Linked DNA regions of Danio rerio: region 1 is linked to region 2. A link is a contact called in public HiCAR-type data. All regions are on one chromosome and are shown on one strand. The core of a region is the stretch at or near the end of the contact, and the rest is flanking DNA. Distances in the headings are between cores, read along the strand shown.

Region 1 (2,700 bases), core at 95-2,594, 130 kb before region 2:
AAATTGTTTACCAAATCTTGAGGGGGACAGCTGCAATTTCTAAAACAAGATATAGGCTAAACGCGTGATAGACTTATGTTTTTTTAAACAACAAAGGTCAAAGCGACAAAGTTCAGTTCTAAAAGATAAACTAAAAGATTACCCCTTGACATGCAGCGACAAAAAACAGCAAGGCTTCCACACATTAGCCTACATAAAAACAGGTGAAAACGAATAATTTAGCTCAAGTATAAATAAATGTATATAGCCATACACGTAAAAATATATATTTGAATGGTAAAGTGGCTTCAAAGTCCAACAGATATATCCTTAGATCCAAACAAATCTTGTAACCTACAATATAGGATGTCCAAACAGCAATTTAAGTCAGATGGATAAATTAAAGTAAACGCTGAAAAACGTTATATTCGTAAAATAAGTATATTGTTTAATGTGTTGTTTTGTCAACCACACATCGTCTGTGTAGTGAATGTTTGCTGTCAGCTACTGAATGCTTTGTCCTGTATATCCGACAACCTGGCATGTTTAGGTTACTGTGCAAATTTAAGTTAAAAAAACGCACAAATAGGCACAATTTAGCAAAACAACAAGTTTGATCACAAGTAAACATCATACAGATTGCATATCTATAAATTTAGATAACTAGTTAATGTTACGACAAACAGAAAATCCTTTAGAAACCTGCCTGACATAAACAGGCGACCCGTCTTTACCCGATTTCGCGTGCACGGTCAGGATTCATTAATAACTAAACCGTTTCTTCTAGCTAGAAACACCAAACAAACATCATGATGTCAATAACTGAATACCACACAACTCAAAAAGAGTCATTCGTGGACCCATTAAACAAAATTCTTAGATAAAATAACTCAAATCTGTAAGCACGCGGAGACACGGAGACAATGTTGCGTACGCGAGCCTGTCAGTTCCCGCATCCTAACGTACGTCTCCATTTTAAGCTCACAAAAACACTGAATTGGAATTAGACATATGTAAGGGGAGATATCGAAGAACATGTACCTTTCTGGACTGGAGTGAATAGTCGAGCCTGGTGCTGGTTAGACAATGAAAGTTATAAGTCGATCAGCAGAAAATGAATACGAGCCAAGCGGCCATCTTGAAAAGGGCTGCAGACGCTGTCAATTGCAATAAGAGAACGGTGGAGCAGGGCGCAGTACAATAATAAAAAATAGAAAAGGTCCTGTTGTCGATGTGCGTGCCTTGCTTTGTTGGAGAGACGTAACCGGTTTCGTATTTAGACCTCCCGCGTGTAAAACAGCCAGGCTGATGTGCGTTTTCTCCAGACTAGCGCCTTCAGTCTTCTCTTTGAAAAATGCTGCGCTGATGGTTCAGTGGAAACTGACACCGTCCCCAAAATGGCTTGTAGTTCGACCGCCCCGTGCATCACGTGATCTAATTCCTTAAGGGTGGCCTGGGAATATGTGTCGGTGTATTCAGCGCGGCTCTCGCTCAACAAATAACAAAGAATTGCTTTTCAAAGTCTGTTTGACCGTGGTCCAGCTCGTGTAAGGTTTACACAATAGGATAGGTTCTTGTAGGTCAGCTTAGAACCGTTTGCCACATGTCTACAAAATAAATAAAATCCGCTAACAGCGCTAAAAAAGAATGATTCAAAACATAGACATGATCAACTTACCGTAAGATTTTCTATTTATACACATCTGCATAATCTAAACTTGCAAATGCACCAAGGAAGTATTTAATTAATTAGCCGATGGCATGTTCAGACATTGCATGCGTTGCTGAATTAATTCACGGTGATGAATGTTGCAGAGAGCAGTACAGAAAAACATTGCGAACTCTCCCTCATACGACCGGGAGTCCCCTAGAAAATCCTGACTCTACAAATATGACTCAACGGTATCTATAGCATACTCGCAGTCTTTTCTGTTCTGTCCTTATACTCTCTCTCTCATATATATATATATATATATATATATATATATATATATATATATATATATATATATATATATATATATATATGCGCAACACATATTTACACTTTAATGCTAAAATATTGATTTCTTCTTAATTGCGTCAAAGAAATAAAGTCTAGCATACACAAAGACAGCCTTGCTTAAAAGTGATTTATTGTGGATTTTATGAAAATGACATTTTGGAAAAACAACCACAAACAAACAACCACAGCACCAGATAATATTAATCGATATGCAAGAACAACAGAACAAAAAGAAACCGGAAAGATGCGTTTGGTTAGACAACCTCCAGGAATCATGACTGTGTTGCTCTCTCGACACTTTTTGCGGCGTCCTTCATTTTTCCAACCAAATCCTGAACACAGTTCAAACAATCCAGTTTATTCACAAGCAAATACAAAATATAGAAAAATTGATTTTTACCAAGTCAATTGTTTTACATCTAAAAAAAGCAGTCAAACAGTTCATGCAACTATACTAGATAAAGCAAAGCCTAATATAAAAAAGATCAGTTGTTGACATCGTAAACCTCTGATGATCTATGAAAGTAAACAAAACTACACAAAATTAAATGAAAACTGGGCTTAATCAAAATTAAGAAGGTAGAAAATAGCCCAGTTTGACCGTGCATAAATAAGATTGTTGATTGCATATAGAACAATCAGTAAGTTAGGATTAAAAATCACTGTTTTATAATTTAATGTGAACTTAATGGCAACGTTTTATCAAATTTGCTAAA
Region 2 (2,967 bases), core at 255-2,754:
TATTTTAAGGACAAGTATTACAGTATATTTCATGCGTCAAGGACTTAGTGATAGTTTTAGTGAAAGAATTAGTGACTAGTTTGTCTAAAGCGAAACAAAGCATTAATTCCAGTTCTACCATGACCACCTTTGATCGTCTTTTTTCCAGAAACACTTGTAAAAACAAGCACTGATCTAAAACAATCTCCCAAAACACTTGTTCATTGGGTGACGTGCGTCTTTCATAACACTGATGAAAAATTGTGCTGTGAGTCAGTAATATATTCCGCTTTTCAGCCAGACCTTCATAATTGACCATTCCAAACAGACCACACGTTAGAAGTTCACCGTTCAAACACATAAGCGGAGAGGTTTATTCACGGTAAATAAATACAACACTTGAGTAACCGCACAACGTAATCTTACACTTGATTTCATTGCAACGTGTATTTAAGTTGAGCATTTCTGTTAAAATGACCAGTTTGTTAGGGACATGTATAATTTAACCGATTCCAATAAAGTGCTCAAGCAAATGAATTTATTTTTTCCACATTTAAAACAGAACAGCCTTCCAAAAAAAAAAAAAAAAAATCACCTGTTCCTCCCTGGATGTCAGCAAACCAAATCGATTAACCATTTAACCCGTCGCACTTCGCCTGGCTCTTCAAAATCTTTAGATGCAGGTGGATTTGTTAATCAGAAAACAACAACGTTTTATTTGTCAAAAATTATCCGTATAAAAAAGAAAAGAAATCCCTAGCCTACAACTATTCTGAACTGCAGCCACATGGTCCAGTCGTTTCTCGCACAGCAGGCTACGACAGTATAGCCTTTATTCCGTTCGTTTCTTTTGGTCTGTATTGTTGGTCAATTTTTTTTTACATGTGAATTTCTGTTTAAAGCTTGGATGTATGTTTATGCATACATTAATGCCGAACGCGAATTGCTGTTAGGCATTTTCACAGCGGTGCGAAATATCAGCCAGAAATAATTCAAATCCTTGATATACCGACTAATGTTGGCACAAATCACTGCTTTAATAAAGCCTAAAGATGTGTCTTTGAACGGTGCAAAAGTAAAAAAACAACGAAAAAAGACCAATATGCTTGTTTCATTTCGCTGAAGCGTGTGTAGCATGCCATTTGTTGTATTTAACGATAATATTAATATTATTTAAGCTAATGTCGGCTTTTAACTTCCCTTTACCTATACAAAATTTGACTAAAGACGTCTTATACTGTAAACATGTAATATAGAACAGTTGTGGGAAAAGCCGATGCCGAAGAGACGAAATGGTTGGTGTAGCCAATGTGAGGGTGGGAATAAGCACGTAAAACAGTATACTTATACCTAAAAAAACTTTTCAGCCACTGCGTCGTGGGGTATACATGAACTGCGTGAACATAAATTATAAAAAACGGCCGTGGTCTCGACGTGTTTGAGTAAGAACAGAAGCGCAAGTGACAGTTCGTCTCGTCGAGCGCATCGTCATTACACGTGCATTTGGCGCCCTCGCTCGGGCAGGAACGTGTGGATATCTTTTCTCTTAAAGGGGAGGACAAAAGGATTTAAGGTGGAACGAACAAATCACACCAAGCGATCTTGACCCTGGCAAACAATGGTATAAATTAAATACTTACTGCTTAATAGGGTTATCTTTCTTTCCAAGGCAGATTAGATTTATTTTGATGTTGATAAAAAAAAATTGGGTTCATAAAATTGCGAAATAGCCTAGGCCTACAATTGATTTATTTGTTAACCATAAGGGATAAAAGTCAGTCCATTAGTCTATTTACGTGTATTGTTAGGCAAGGCCTAAAATTGGATACAAGTAAACGCTAGATGGTTTTACAGGAAAATTCCCTATAGCTGTATTTTTGTTTTATATAGCATAGAATAAATAACATAATTAGTATACTTCTAAAATGAAATTGTTGAGGAAATAACGGTGGTTTCTCTTTCGGCCTATGTTCGATTTTTAGTTTTTGAAAGATGCATAACTAAAAAAGTACGAAACAATTGCTATCTCATAGAAACTCAATGCTCTTCCATTATTCTATTAACGCATATGATTGGCCTATACGGCACGTGAAATATGTATATTTAAAACGCATAGAGAATTACCTTTATTGTAGGAGCAATATAATAGGCTATATATTTCTACAGAACAGTAATAAATAAGCAGTCTAAATAGCCTTGCAGGCCAATGGCCTGTCAGTAGGCGTTGTTTTAAGATGATTTTTAAAGTCGCTCCATAGGAATAGGAAAACTGAACCACAGCTCATTCAGAGGGAAGGACATCAAACTAATATGTAAAAAAAAAAAAAAAATATATATATATATATATATATATTTCCATTTGGACCTCAAAACTGTATTATAAAAGCTGCATGACAATGATTTAAAATGCATCTATTACTAAATATTCATCATATCTAGTAGGTGGTCAATAAAAATGCTGTAGACATATGAGCAACTTGGCTCGTCATTTACACAAGCTAGATGATGAGGCTTTACAGGCCTTAGTGAAACACGGTAAATCAACTGTTCCTACTGTGAATTAAACTAGTATGTTTAGCATTCAGAATAACTCCTACGTCTAAACGATTCAAAATATTTGACTTTTGACCCTATCGTAAATCCAAATAATATTCTACATGTTAGCCTATAATGTAGGCTATAATTAACAAATAAAATTGATTAAAAAAAATCTAATTTGCAGAAATGTATAAGAAATGCCAACCACTACAAGTTTTTTTCAGGTGATGAATGAGACTTTAACTAGATAAACATTGAATTTAAAACAACTATTTTTTTTACTCCACTAACATCTAGCCTAAGAAAAAAAATTAGGAGTTTCCAAAGACGGATTTGACTGTTTTAGGTTTAAACATTCTGGTGTGTAGGCTTCTTCATGCTATTCCTTTAAATCAATGTTGCCAGTCCAGATTCTTGAAACTGTTTAACGTGTTTAGCATGTTTGGTTTT

What was found. HiCAR-type assays count read pairs that join an accessible place to other places.
Region 1: a contact with region 2 is called in a HiCAR-type map of caudal fin, with 6 times the contacts expected there. The contact joins the promoter of bmi1a here to the enhancer-like site in region 2. A contact is called at or near these places in 11 of 18 Hi-C or Micro-C datasets (caudal fin, embryo, gastrula embryo and 2 more) and 3 of 4 datasets of contacts at active chromatin or transcription factors (caudal fin, embryo and gastrula embryo).

Annotation. Positions count from the first base shown.
Region 1 is chr24:21,129,055-21,131,754 of GRCz12tu, reverse strand. It overlaps bmi1a (bmi1 polycomb ring finger oncogene 1a), which reads right to left and starts at 1,344. Exons shown (of 10, transcript NM_194366.1): 1 at 1,021-1,344. It overlaps commd3 (COMM domain containing 3), which reads right to left. Exons shown (of 8, transcript NM_001008734.2): 8 at 2,098-2,316. The coding sequence ends at 2,257.
Region 2 is chr24:20,997,743-21,000,709 of GRCz12tu, reverse strand. The region is part of intron 2 of skida1 (SKI/DACH domain containing 1); the gene reads left to right. Among named protein-coding and RNA genes, the nearest start is that of mllt10, 13 kb to the left of the region's middle. Within about 2 kb of position 1,504, at least 41 of the 62 cell types and tissues checked have an H3K27ac peak or open chromatin away from gene starts, as enhancers often do. A contact at or near this core is called in caudal fin, where this site is marked.